2 separate regions of the Danio rerio genome follow, and region 2 is linked to region 1. Evidence: chromatin contacts called from public Micro-C data. All regions are on one chromosome and are shown on one strand. The core of a region is the stretch at or near the end of the contact, and the rest is flanking DNA. Distances in the headings are between cores, read along the strand shown.

Evidence for each region. Hi-C and Micro-C count contacts between places; a contact is called where the count stands out from the background.
Region 2: a Micro-C map of caudal fin shows a contact between it and region 1, with 7 times the contacts expected there. The contact joins the enhancer-like site here to the promoter of map7d3 in region 1. A contact is called at or near these places in 2 of 18 Hi-C or Micro-C datasets (caudal fin and hematopoietic stem cells).

The regions. Positions count from the first base shown.
Region 1 is chr14:36,236,423-36,243,895 of GRCz12tu, forward strand. It overlaps map7d3 (MAP7 domain containing 3), which reads right to left and starts at 2,669. Exons shown (of 18, transcript XM_001922471.8): 1 at 2,608-2,669. The coding sequence starts at 2,653.
Region 2 is chr14:36,344,904-36,352,376 of GRCz12tu, forward strand. It overlaps arhgef6 (Rac/Cdc42 guanine nucleotide exchange factor (GEF) 6), which reads right to left. Exons shown (of 22, transcript XR_012389811.1): 10 at 2,918-3,056; 11 at 2,761-2,820; 12 at 166-312. Among named protein-coding and RNA genes, the nearest start is that of arhgef6, 35 kb to the right of the region's middle. Within about 2 kb of position 4,383, at least 14 of the 62 cell types and tissues checked have an H3K27ac peak or open chromatin away from gene starts, as enhancers often do. A contact at or near this core is called in caudal fin, where this site is marked.

The sequences.
Region 1 (7,473 bases), core at 1,419-3,918:
CATTTTTCAAGATACTAGTATTCAGCTTAAAGTGACATTCAAAGGCTTAATTAGGGTAAATAGACAAGTCATAGTATAACAGTAGTTTCTTCTGCAGACAATCAAACATCTATATTGCTTAAAGGGGCTAATAATATCGAGCTATTAAAATAAGTTTCAAATTATTCAAACCTGCTTTTATTCTAGCTGAAATAAAACAAACAAGCCTTTTCCAGAAGAAAAAATATTATATGAAATACTGTAAAAAAAAAAAAAAACCTCTGTTAAAACATCATTTGGGAAATATTTATATATAAAAATAAATTCACAGGAGGACAAATAATTTTGAGTTCAACTGATAATCTTTTTGAATAATCGTGATTACAATTATGACCAAAATAATCGTGATTATGATTTTTCCCATAATCGAGCAGCCCTAACACCTAACATAGTAGGCTACCTAATACGATAAATAATATATTATATGAACATATTTATATTTATATATATTTTTATAGCAAAATTGTCCTCAAATTCCTGGGAATTACCACCACAAAATCAGTCCAAAAAAAAACTTCACCAAATAATTGTGAAAAACTAGAGGGTTTGAGGGCCCTAGTTCACCAGGAAGCAAAAACATCAGTGCTAATGGCTAAAAGAAAATCTTTATTACGGGTCGATAATAAAGCTTGAGCGATATTAAATGCAACATTTCAAAGCTTGTCAGTGAACCACGACTGTGTAGTAAACAATCTTACCTCTGATTTGATGTGTACAAAATCCAACGTAAAGCATTACCAGATTCATATTCTGTTTAAAACTAGATACCTTTCCTGTCATTTCCTAACCAATTCACTTCGAAAGTGTTGCAAAACATGCAAAAAAACAATGTAAATATGATTTAGTAGAAAGGCTGCCACAGGCATTTGACTGCCTCAGTACTTAAACAAATATCTCTAGAACTCGGCATACAACACCTGTAGGGCTGAAAAAAGGAATAATATATTTTGCTTCACAAATGTCTTCGACAGTGTATACTGGAGTCTTCAAAGTCTAAATGACTTTCAAATAACAACCAAGAGAGGAGAGGCACAGAGTAAGTAACAAGGAGAATTAAAGCCCTCATTCTGACAGCCTAGAATGATGAGCACGCCCTATAAACAAAGGTGCTACCAGTTTTAATATTGACTTATAACAAGCCTGGTGGATTACAAAAACAAAACAGCTCAATATCACATGACTCTAAAGAGTCATTATATTTTGTGCACTTCAATAATAACAACTTTTTTTAAATGCAAAGAATGCACTGGACACACACACAAAAAAATAAAAATAAATAAATAAATAGACCTTAAAACAGAGTTACTGGCATTCAAGCACTTGCAGGCTGCCTTGACCAAATATGTGAAGTTTCTGGACCACTAAACTCCACCCTACATTATGTCTGCATTGCCAGGATGCAGATCTCGATGTGAACCCACTTTGAGGTTTGTAACCACACTGTGACCTGCTTCTGACGATTCAATGAGCTCAATTCAATGAGCTTAACAACTATGAAAAATAATAAAATGGCACACAAAAAGCAGAAGTTCTCCAGGGCTGTTATGTTCCTTACACAACAGGCCTTAAAAACTTTTAACACTCTATGAAATTAACCACAGGCCAAAGTAAAAGCTAAGGTTACCAGTCTATTATTTACACAAGCTATACACAAAATCATTCCTCATTAGCAATGCAGACGAGCATGCAAAGCATGCATGTTTTCCCAGGAGGGAGGAACTAGTAAACAGAGTTTGGTTTGCTGCACATGACAACTGCAAAGATGCTGAATAATGAGATGGTTAAATAATCGGATGGTACAGCATCAGGTTATGAGTCCATCTGCAAGTGTAATGAGAGTCATATGTAGACATCCTGTTTAGCAATTACTGACCAAGATGGCCAACAGCATCCGCAAGTCAAACACTCATCAAACGACAGATACAGCTAAATATTTACTAAATATCCACTGATGCTGTTTACATGTACAGTTCAATAGCAAAAGCTAACTGTAATAACTAAAATCGATATAAGGTAATTATAGTTTACACAATGAATCATTTCGACATTAGTTTCACTATTGTTGCTAACGTTCAAATGGGAAGTGCATTTAGAACTCATTGACACACGTTTAAAGGAACATTTTAGGGTTTTATGGTGTATAATGTGAAATAATACACTATAAGTAGTAAACAAAACGACATGGAGATGAGATGGGATGATGATGTGTCCCTGTCAAGCGAGACATCACTTATATGAAAGCTCCATACAGACCCAACGGACACAACATAGCCTCAAAACCTCGTTAATTGATGCGACATGAGCATTAAACTCCACAAGACCAGACTAGAGAACAATCACAAACTTGTTGCCGGTTGCTGTAGTAAGTTTAGCAGTTAGCTGGCCGTTATCCGTCCATCTGAGCCCGCTAACTCTTTCCCCCTCAACCGCCTCAATGAAAGTAACGGATTTAAACCTTCGGCCGACCAAACAACCTCCAAACAAAGCCACAGCACTAAAGATGTGTCACATGACTGGACTGGGTAACGAGAACTTGCCAAAAGAAGTTGTAAATCATTGAATTCTTACCCATTTGCGCCCGCAACCCTTTGAGAGACGTTGCACCCTCCGCCATTTTTGCCGAAGTTTTTTCCCTGCTGTTTGGCGCTGACACATGAGAGGCGCGCGAGGACGCCACTGCTCTACCGGGTGCGCGCAGCAGCAGACACACGGCGACAGCGACATCTAGCGCCGCACTGCATACACTAAAAACTGCACTCAGAAGCCCTGGGACGCAGCGATGGCGTTTCAAATTGAATCCGCGAGGGGGTGCTAGAGAATGTCTGAAAACATATTTAGCTGTCATAGTTGACATCATGTATTTAATTTAGGAAACAACGTGTTGTCTTCATCATAATATAAAACGTAATATTATTGGACCTGCGAATGCCTTCAAAATGTTTAAATTGTTATTTTCATATATATATATATATATATATATATATATATATATATATATATATATATATATATATATATATATATATATATATATATATATATATATATATATATATATATATATATATATATTGTACAATAGTTTAGGCCTACATGGCTTTGATTGTTCTCTTCAAATATTTTTTGTAATTTTAGTAACATACTGTAGCACACAATTATTTTTATATTTGCTTTGCATATTGTTTTTTTTATTTGTATATTCATATATTTAAGTTTATTTATAACTTATATCACTAAATTTACCGAATGCATTTTAAAGTTCTCAATGCTAAACTCACTACTGACATCAAAGTTTGCATGTGTTTCACTCCATATCTAAATTTAAAAAGGCTTGAGTAAAAATAAATTAAGAATCTTTTTAAGTTTAATGGTATAATATATTTTGTTACTCAAAGAAACAGGTAGATTTTAATTTTAAGGATTTATGCTAAAAATTATACTTTAACTCTAGTATTTTATCATTGTGTCATTTTAATGTCACATTTTATTAAATTATTTATAGTATAAGTAATATTTTATTATGCGATATAATAATAATAATAATAATAATAATAATAATAATAATAATAATAGAGTAATAATAATAATAGTAATAATAATAATAATAATAATGATTATTATTATTATTATTATTACTATTATTATTATTATTATTATTTATTTTATTATTATTATTTATATTATTATTATTATGCTATACTATTATTATTATTATTCAAAATTTCTATTAAATTATAAGGTTCAAATACAGCATTTTAGTGACATATTAAGGTCTAATATTTGCTGGATTAGCTTGTCGGATGGTGATCATAACCACATATTTTGATGCAACAAAAAAAATTCCTACAATTTTGTCAAAGTGCTTCCCATACTGATTTACCATGAAGTGTTTATTTAGAAATGTGAGTTTAAACTGTAATTAATTCATGAGATTAGATTTTTAGATTAATCGTTTTGAATAAAAAGGATGAAAAATAATTATTCATTTATCATCATTAACAAAAACAATTAGGAATATGTTAAAACATATTAAAAACCAACTAAAACATATCGAAAACCGTAGCCTGTAGGGAAATAACAAACTGCACAACTCATTTCCTCAGTCAGAATTTTCAATTTGTCCTAAAGCCTTCTTCTATTAATTAATTTGACAGTTTTTGATGGCATACTGTCAAAAATGGGACAAATGAGCTTTTATAAGGGGCCAAATTCTGGACATTGTCAATGGGCAGGTGGGTCTTTCATATTATATATACAGCTGAAGTCAGAATTATTAGCCCCCCTTTGAATTTTTGTTTTCATTTTTAAATACTTTTCAAATGATGTTTAACAGAGCAAGGAAATTTTAACAGTATGTCTGATGATATTATTTCTTCTAGAGAAAGTCTTATTTTTTTATTTCGACTAAAATAAAAGCAGTCCATGGACATATATAGGTAAATTAAATAAGCTAAACTGAAAGTAGTGTATGTGTGTGAATGCAAGAGTGTATGAGTGTTTCCCAGTGTTGGGTTGTGGCAGGAAGGGCATCTGCTGCGTAAAACATATGCTAGATAAGTTAGTGGTTCATTCCGCTGTGGCGACCCCTGATTAATAAAGGGACTAAGCCGAAACATATATATATATATATATATATATATATATATGAAAACATTTTTTAAACATTCTACAAAAACTTTGTGTTCGAGCTAAGCATACTTTGCCAGTATGTGGAATGAGAAACTGACAGGATCAGCAATGTTGTGGTGGACTCCTCCCTTTAATAAAACACCACATACTCCCTTTGGCACCACTGCTTTCCAGCATGTGTCTGCTTCCTTCATTTTAGCCATAGCTTGAGGTCCCTTCATTCATTTTTTATAGCAGACTGGGCCTTGTATCAGTTACACACACTTAATAATGCATGCATGCTTGTGTTATTTAACACTTAGGCTACCGTAAGCAGGCATGAATGGATGACCTGTGAGGGAATGCTATGACTTCAGATATGGAGAACACAATATATGAATATCCTATAGAGAAACAACAGAGATACAATCTCAAGATCCTGTAACAAAAGCTGCCATCACTTATTCAGTGATCAGTGCAGTGCAAAGTAAAACTGGTTTCATAGACTTGCTTGACTTGAACTGAAATATATGCAAAGTAGGATTTTACAAGTGTGTATACTTCAGGAAATGTAGCAAACTTGAGCTTTGTTGTATTAGATGTAATTGAACCTCTATTTATTTGTGCCATGATTGAATTTCGACAACTGTTGTCACAACTTGTGCAGTATATATTGACTATTAATATTAGTAAATGTTGTTTTAAATTGAAATGAAGGGGAAAAATGAAAGTAAATGTGTTTTAAATATGAGGAAGCCGACATGTCACGCACCTTTAAAAAAATTGTCTTAAGAATTTAAAGCTTTCCTTGCTTGATGAAGCAGAATGATGTAATAATTTACAAGTTACAAAAGAAAATAACATCATTGAATGCCATTTTTATTGAAAACACTCAATGAAAATACTTATAGTGAAAAAAAATGGAGTGGAACTCAGGATTATTACAAGACTATTAACTTTATTGTCAAAAAAATGTATTATATTGCAATTAATGTCAATAAAGTTACATTGTATGGTTTATTAAACGGTCATACATGCAAAAGTGTCATTTCACCAAGTAAATTTGACACATTTTGACAAGAATCAAATACTGATCTACACTTTAAACACAAAAGTGTCTGTTTTTATACTTGCCCACAAACCTTATGTGTCTCATAGGAACACTATCATGTTCCATTCTTGAATTAATCATTTGAGCCAGTGATTCAATGATTCATTTACAAAGAGAGCCATTTGCCTTTTGGTGGGGTCTTATTTATGGACTCATAAAACAAAATGATACCAGCGCAAGAACACACTTATCAAAATCTCCAACTTAAAGTTTTAGACAAAAATCCCTGCAAAATACTGAGCCCATATACGCATGTGCCATGCATGCAAAAATAAGCCCCATATTACTTGCATATTTTGAGTTCTTATTGATGATTTCCAAAGAAAAACGATTCTGAAAAAAATACTGATGAAAAGCTTCTGTGAAATGAAAAGAAAGAGATATGGAAGAAAGAGGTGTGAATCTCACATATATGGGGACTCTTTTGTGTAATTGTGGTAAATTCTTTCAAGTTTCTTTTAAAACGCCTTGAATGGGACATTTTAAGGAAATTGTGAGGTAGAGGCTGAAACCTTCCTTTCCTCATACAGAGAGACAAAACCACAATATGATCAATCCTTTCTTTGAAACTATTTTGCCAACACTCCCTCTTAAGCAAGAACAAATACGTAAAATATTGAAGGTACATTAAAGAAACTGGAGCAGTCAGTGTTTCTGAGCTATTATCTTTCAGCATTATAATGCAGTTTTACAAATACATTATCTGTAACTTTGTGTTTTTCTTCTTTAAATCTTGAGATACAACTTATTAACATTTTTGCTTTGAAATTAATATGAGAAAATCACTTTGATTTTTTTAGATTTATTTTAAATTTGGACATGAAGATTTCCCTTTTAAACAATGTATAAATGAGATGAAAGTTTTCCCCCATTATTTCTAAACATCAGAAACCAAAAAGGGGAACCAAAAGTCCATTTAACTGAGTAAACTTTATTATTTAAATTTTGATTTATAAAACAAAAGAAATATAGACATTAGAGAGAAACCTGCCTTAGATACCATATTACATGCTAAAAGAAACTCATTTTACTTTTCCTTGAAATAGAAAAATGTAAAGTAGATCAACGTCATGTGTTTAAAATGAAGACCAGGATATTCATTAAAAAATATTAATATTTAGCATAAACAAGCTGTTTTAACTCTATAAAAGTTTAAAAATACAACTCTAATCTAAAATAAAAAAAAATAAAAAATAAAAACAACAGTGCTCAGCACATAATGGGCACAGATCTCTCTTTTAAATTAATATTTTCTATAGGAGAATTTACAATAATGTATTAGAGCATATTTTTTAGATTAGCTACTCAAAAATGTTTTTTGCTGCTTCTTCAAACAACATATTTAAAATGAGCTGAATCAACACAATTCTTGAGGTGTTTTGAGATAACTTAACTGTTTCATTTTCAGTTCACTTAAATTTGTAAATTCTATTAAGTTAACTTGATCTACTTGTGTTGAGATAACATAAATGAATTGTTTACAGTGTACCAAAGCCAAAACAAAAAAACTAAAGCTCACAGTCCAAATATTAGTAAATCCTAAATTTACAACCAAAATAATGTTTATGTTAAAATAATTAAATAAAAATTTTATAAACTTGAAAATCAATAGAAACATAAAAATATATCAATTTTAGTATTTGCAATACCTGTTTTGATTTTTAACATATTATCTTGTTATTTCTAAAGATGCAACCAAACTTTTATTTTAATAA
Region 2 (7,473 bases), core at 3,133-5,632, 110 kb after region 1:
ATTAGTCTCATTCTTAACAAAACAGCCACCCACGTCATCATTTATTTTCAACATTGATTCAACATCTAACCAGCATTTTGCACAAAATAAAATGCGCTATAACCACGCAGCTGTGAAAGCAACAGGTCGGGCTTATATGCAACGCTGTCAGTCTCTGTTTCTCACCTCATTTGCGCTGCTCTGCATGTGGATTTGTGACATGTAGATCACCTGACCCAGTGACTTCATACTGTCGCCCTCCCAGCCTCGCACAGGTTCGGACAAAATCTGCAACTCCAGGTTCTTTCTTTTTCGCAGGTCTTGACACTGAGTCTGAAACAAACAAGCACAACACAGCAATTATTGGCACGCATTTCATTTGATAATGCGAGTTTCCTTATGAGTCAGGAAATAACAAATGGCTAATAGTAATGAAAGTGTTGAAAATAAGTGGAATTGGTTCTGATTAACACCAAAGATAAAATGTGCTAGCATCTTTGAGTACAAGAAACTGAGGTATAAAACATAAACGTTCATAATTTCAAGGAAAAAATACTTAGTTTATATTGTTTTTAAAAAAACTACAAAATATTACAGCAAAAAGTACTTTTCAAGTTAAATACAGTTTTTTTGTGTCACATGATCCGACAGAAATATTACTATCAGTACAATATTTAGTGAAAATTATAATTAATTTTACTTTTCAAGCCTGTTTCACACCGCAGGCAGGAGCAGCGTATGTTTTTTTTTTTTTTTGGCGTCCATGTTAACAGATTAGACTAGAGCTTTAATACTGCACACAGAAGCAGCGTATCAGTTAGTGCTATCACGATTTTTTTGGTGCTAGGTCCATTTTTGCCACGCTCAAATAAAGTGATTGATAATGACCAAAAACACATTAAATAAAAGGTAGTATTCATTCCCAATAAATCTACTGATAATATCCACAGATTTTTATATATTCAATTAAATAAACCTAAACGATTAAAAACGGCAACAAATATTTATTGGGACTGAACTACAAAACTAAAAACTATTATAGTATTAGCATTTGATCAAGTATAAATATCACTATATCTATATTGTATAAATATTATTATTACTATAGGCCTACAATCAAAAACTCCTGACAATCAAAAACAAAATAACATGATAACACAGGCTATTGTTTTATGACCAAGTGCACCTTAAAATACATGAATGACACTTCTCAAAGCCACCAAAGCAACCAGTTTTTTTAGATCTACATATAATTTGTAAAATAAAGATTTGTAGTCTAAGGAAACGTCATAGGAGGAAGTTGCTGCAGGCCTTGGTGCAGATGTAAAAAGTAAAATAAAAAAATAAAAAAGTATATTTATATATAGATAGGTATATATTTATACCTTTATATATATATAGATGGAATAGACAGAGATAGATTGATTTGTGCAACAGCTGCCGATGCCCTCCATACACGCTGCGCACGCACTGCTCACACTTGCGGTGTAAAACAGGCATCAGTTGATCAATTAAAATCTTTTGTAGGATCATAAATGTCTCTCCCTGGCATTTTTGATCAATTTAATGTGTCCTTGATGGATAAAAGCTTTATTTATTTTTTTTATCTGTTTTGTACTTTAAAAAGGCAGGGCAAGTTTATTTATTTATATAGCACACTTCATACACAATGGTAATTTCAAGTGCTTTACATAAAAACAAGAATAAAAAGACAAGTATAAGAAATAAAAACAGCGAAGAATAAAAATGATAAAAAATACGGATGGTTTCAACAAAAATACAAAATGATAGAATGATTTTCCACATTAAAAATTAGAAATTAAATTTTCATTTAAAACGTGCAAATTTTACATTGACGTGGCTTATTTTCTTTCCTTTCCATAAAACAAAGCTTTAACTATTGCACAGTATTACTATTAATCATATTTTTATTCAAATGAATGCAACCTTGCTGAACAAAAAAGACATTTAGACTGGTAGTGTTAAAATATTCTGTATCAGAATACTAAATGCAATTAATAATTATTACTAAAAAAACATACTACAGACCTCATATTTTGGAATGGTAGTGCATGCATAATATCTTGAACCTGTTTTTAGTGTTGCTTTTTCCGATAAGCATTCATCTATTGACATCAAAGCTTAACTTGGTTAAAAACTGAACACAATATACACTAACAAGTAAAAAAAAGGTCACTCCAGAGTAGGTGGTCATTTTTCCACAAAGCACTTTGTTCCCGTTCCTAAATGATGCTTTCTTACCAAAGCGACTTACAATAAAGTACACACATCATCTCTTAGGCAATTAGGTAACTGAGAAAACATAGGTAAAGGGGGAAGACCAAATCTACAAGACAACTCCACAATTGACACCTAAACCGAGAACGCGGGACTCTCCCTTACCTGTCAGAAAAAAACTAAACTAACATACGAAACTGTTCCACAGAACACATAAGTGAAGAAATTACCTACTACTGTGTTGTTCAATGCGGAGACGTGAGACGGGCCATTATCTAAGGAATGACTCATCTTTCCTCAGACATTTTTTTTACCTTAGAGACACTCTCGCAAACCTTAACCTTTACATTTCATGTAACAGCAAAATCTTCTCCATCCTGAACCTGCAGTGTGGTTTAGACATGATGGTTCAAGAGAATTAAGCAGAAAAAAAGACTTTTTGGCACCATTACAGGAAACATTGGTCAAAAAAAAAAAAGTGAAAAATCACACACTAGTTAGAAGAAGCTTCAGGTGCCAAACAAGAAGCAAGATTTGACGTACCACAAGATTTTTAAAAGCTGCTGTTGCTTTCAGAATGTCGCTGTAATCTGGATGAGCTTCCTGCAAGCACAAAAAAGGAAAAATTGCGCTTTTAATGAATTACTTTTTTTTATAGTAATTTTTATGGTTGTCAATGCCATTATTAGCTTGCAATTACCTCGACGTGTCGTTCTAGTTCCTGCAGGAGTGTGGGATATTTGTCGAGTCTCATAAAGGGTTTGCTCAGGCTAGTGGTGAGGGTCAGGATACCTGGAGCACTGGCACCTTGGCTCTCCATGAACTTGTCCAGCTCCTCACTGTTCATGAAAAAAAAAATTGGAAATTGATTTGTTGTGATTTTATTTACAATTACATTCTGCCTGTTTCTTTTAGTAATTGCTGAATCTGTTTTAATGACTGACTAATAATTGATTATTTTTTTTTATTTTTTTGCAACAGTTATGGAAATACCAACATCTTGCTTTAAAGTTTGGAGGTTAACTTTTGTCTAAGAATTAGAATTTTAAATGATTTCAGTTTTATCTAATGCATGGGTTCCCAAACTTTTCAGCTTGCGACCCCCAAAATACCAATTCAAGTGACTTGCAAGTCGGAGCACTCGCTCTGTTCCCCAGGGCTCTGCTTTTCTAAATTGAACCAAAACAAACGATTACAATTGGCCTAAGATTAGCAATGAAAATTTGGGACATTGCAATCTGCAGAACCTGGGATTTAAAAAAAAGTTATTTATTAAAATAGATTTATTAAAATAGTTTTTTTTATTTAATAAGAGAAAGAATATATGCCAAAAATAAAAAGGAATAGTAATTTTGCAGGTTCATGCATTGTAAAAAATGAAGACCCAACAGTTGATTTGAAAAATGTAATTGAAATAATAACAAATAAATTAATTAAGCCCTTGTTGAATTTGGCCATATTTTAATGAACATTAGGTTTAAACAACCCAGTGTGCTTTGCTTTTATCCAGTAATAAACTACAACATTTTAGCTATTCGTCAGCAAAAAAATATTTAAACATTTAGATAAAATATAACTCAGCATTACTATGATCACGTATCCTTAATTCTAATAAAAAATGGCAAGACATAAAATAAGGATTTCATTGTCATATTTAAATAAATGTTTCTGTTACACTGAATGACAGTATATCATTTTGCCCAAGTTTTGATCTATTTTAACAAGTTGTGAAAAAGAATGTGTGAAAAGTAAAACTTTACTTGCATTCACTAAACTTCATTAGCTCACGTTTGTAAATTCTATTTGATGATGAAGACAAAATCAGACATCTTTAACTCATGTATACTGACCTCTATATAATGCAAAGTCTTTCAATTAGACTTAAAATATATCACAAATTAAATCACTGACAAAAAACAAACAAACATTTTAACCATTTTCAATCAATGCATACTCATATAAACAAGCAGCAGAAAGTGACATGAGCGAGTGTTGGAGATCCTGAAGTGATAAACTAAAACTATATAGACTAAAGATGAATCATCTGAATGCTTGCCTCGAGTACACCATCAAACAATGGAAAAAAGCTGCAACAATGCTGCACAGTGATCTGCAATTGAGCAAACACAATCAGAAGTGTCTGTTCTGCCTCCATCAGCATAACCACAGCTATAGATATCCTGTCGAGTTTCGTGCTGTTTCCTGTGCTTGAGGCCTGCCTGCCTTTTCACTCTCTCCTTCTGTCGTGGAGCATTAAGAGGTGGAAGGAGAAAACTGACAGAAACCCTGGTGTAATTCATCATACAGGAAGTGTGTAAATTGTGGCTCAGGCATTTCGGAATACTTGAAGTTTACAAGTACAAGCCAAAAAAAGAAAAAAAAAAAAGAAAAAGAATGGAAACAGGGCAGTAGGTTTGTAGGTAAGAGCAAAAGGGAACGTATGTTTGTTTGTTTAGTCACTAGACTCGCTTGCTTGTTTAGGGAGAATGAAAGCTTAGTAGTGACACCTGGTGGTTCATCTTTATACTTCAGAACAACAGGTGACAGGTTTTTGGCATTCTGCAAAGTATATCCTTATATGTTTAACAGAAGAAGGAACTAATAAAAGGTTTCAAACAAGTAAAGAGTGAGTAAATGATGACAGAATTGACATTTTTGTGTGAACTACTACCCTAAAATATTTGATGAGATTTATGTTTAAACGATGAAAATAAACATTTTGAAAACAAGGCAGTTTTGCTCGCAACACAATCTATTTTGATGGTCTAAAATTAACATTTTGGCAGCTTCAAAGAAATCAACAGCAAATAAGGAACTGTAGTTGCTCATTTTTAGGAAGTAAAAAAACTCCATTGCAATTGACAAATGCTTGCCGTGAAGAGTGTGTAATGGAATTCTTATTTTGGGTGAACTGTTGATTTAAAATGTAATTTACCATCAAATTACCATTCTTTCTTGAACAAATTTCAGTGGTTCTTGTCATCCAGTCAAAAAATAACATTTACCATAAGTGATGTGCTCTATGCATGTGTGTTGAAGTATCATGTGAAATGAAAACCTAAATCTGGTCATCATATAATTTTATTTGATACAGGTAGATTTATTTGGATTAGGGATGCAACGATTAAATATTTTGGTTGTACGATTATAGTTTTAGTAGGAATAAATCACATGGTTTCATGGTTATCACGATAATTATGCATTTGTTCATTTCTAAACACTACTAGTTTAGAAAATCACACGAAAACGTCTTATTATTTAAAGTGTTATTTATTGCTGCTCAGTAACCAACCAAATAATACAGCACAAAATAATAAAAAAAACAAACAATAGTCCTCTCTTTGGACTTAAAAATAAATGAAAGAAGTTTGTGGCATTTAAATATAAGTTATAAATTTACACTGAAAATAAATTTGGAACAATAAATAAATAAATAAATATAAGAATAAATAAAAATTGTGTTTTTGTCTAATGTCTAATAAATCTAATCTACATATTAGCAAGTATTAGCTAAGTGTTTCCCTTTTAAAGAGAACAAAATGTAGTGAAAGGCTGCTGAACCTGTCTGAAAGGCACTTTTGATCAACTATTTTACAAAACTGCCTGGTATTTTCATTTTGTATATATTTTTTCTCTCTGGAGTAGAAAATGCGTTTATTCCATACAAAGTATAAAGCTGACTGGTCAGTTCTTGTCACGTGACTCGTGGTATGCTCACTGAATTTTCAACTAGGTATGTCTGGAAAGCACAGAAACGCTTCTGTTCCATGCAGAAACGGGGTGTTGAGAAGGCTGTACGATTACTTTACCTTGAAGAAATAAAGCAAGGTTAATAGTAAAATTGATTAATCATTGCATTCCTAATATGGATTAACCTGACATCACCTACCTTTTAAAACTTAGGTGAAATGGATAAACGTGTCTGTTAAATTAATAAATGTACATATAAAAGGAATCGGACTGTGTTTTGAACAGGGTTTCTGCTGGTTTCACCAAGTGAAATTTAAGACATTAAGACCATTGTGAATTAAATTTCAAAAAATACATATTTTTTAAGTCTAATTCTTTTGAAAGTTATTTTTATCCACATATTTCTAATAATGTGTTAAAACAAGCAAACTCTAGTTAAATACAATTGAAGTTGAAGTTGAATTGAAGTTTTTACACATTTTTAAACAAGATAGTTTTGATAACTCGTTTATAATATCTGATTTATTTTATCTCTGCCATGCGTACAGCAAAAAAATATTTGACTAGATATTTCATTTAGCTTAAAGTGACATTTAAAGGCTTAACTAGGTTAATTGGGGTAAATAGGCAGGTCAGGGAATTAGGCAAGTTATTGTATAATGATGGTTTGTTCTTTAGACCAGTGGTTCTCAAACTTTTTTCACCAAGTACCACCTTAGAAAAAAGTTGTCTCTTCAAGTACCACCTTACGACGCTATTTTTTAACCAGTATTAAAAAAATAGCGTTGTAGGCCTAATTAAGCAGCTACAGGTGTGCACATTGTTAAAAACGATGCAGATTAATTTCTATTATTAAGAATATGTATTATTGTCAGTCACTTTAAACATTTTAAATAGTCTGAACATTAACTGTGCTTGCAGGTAAAAAAAAAAAAAAAAAAACGTTTTAGTTAAAATGTGCTTTTAAAAGTTCATTAAAAAATGGCACTGTTCTTACAAAGTAAAAAGAAAACTGCAGTACTTAAATCCAAAGTTTTCATAGTAGCCTATTCATCAAAAGTTGGAAATGTTGCTTGGACCTCATAAATATAGGCTATATGTCATATTCATACACTTTCAGACAAATCTTGAAATAAATGTTAAATGTACATGACAGGGTTCATACAGGGACAGCCTAATGAAAATCAATTCCAGCACCTATTTTTTTCAAGACTGACATGCTATGTATTGAAGACCTGAAATGTATTGTCAGCAACCCATAAAACATTATAGGAATAGATACAAATAAAAACCATTAATAATAATAATAATAATAATTATTAACCATATATTAATAATATAATAAACCTGCACTAAATGCTTGTGAAATCTTTTTTGTACTCAAGTAAAAATACTATTACACAGCTAAAATAAAACAAATTTTAGTAAATAATACTAATATTAGGTAAAAGTACAAAGTACTCTTTTAATAAGTACTAGTTTAAAAAAATCTGATTTTCCTTATGAAATCACTTTTTTTAAGTGTAAACTTGATTGAATGGTTTAATTGCTTAAATCCCAAAGCTA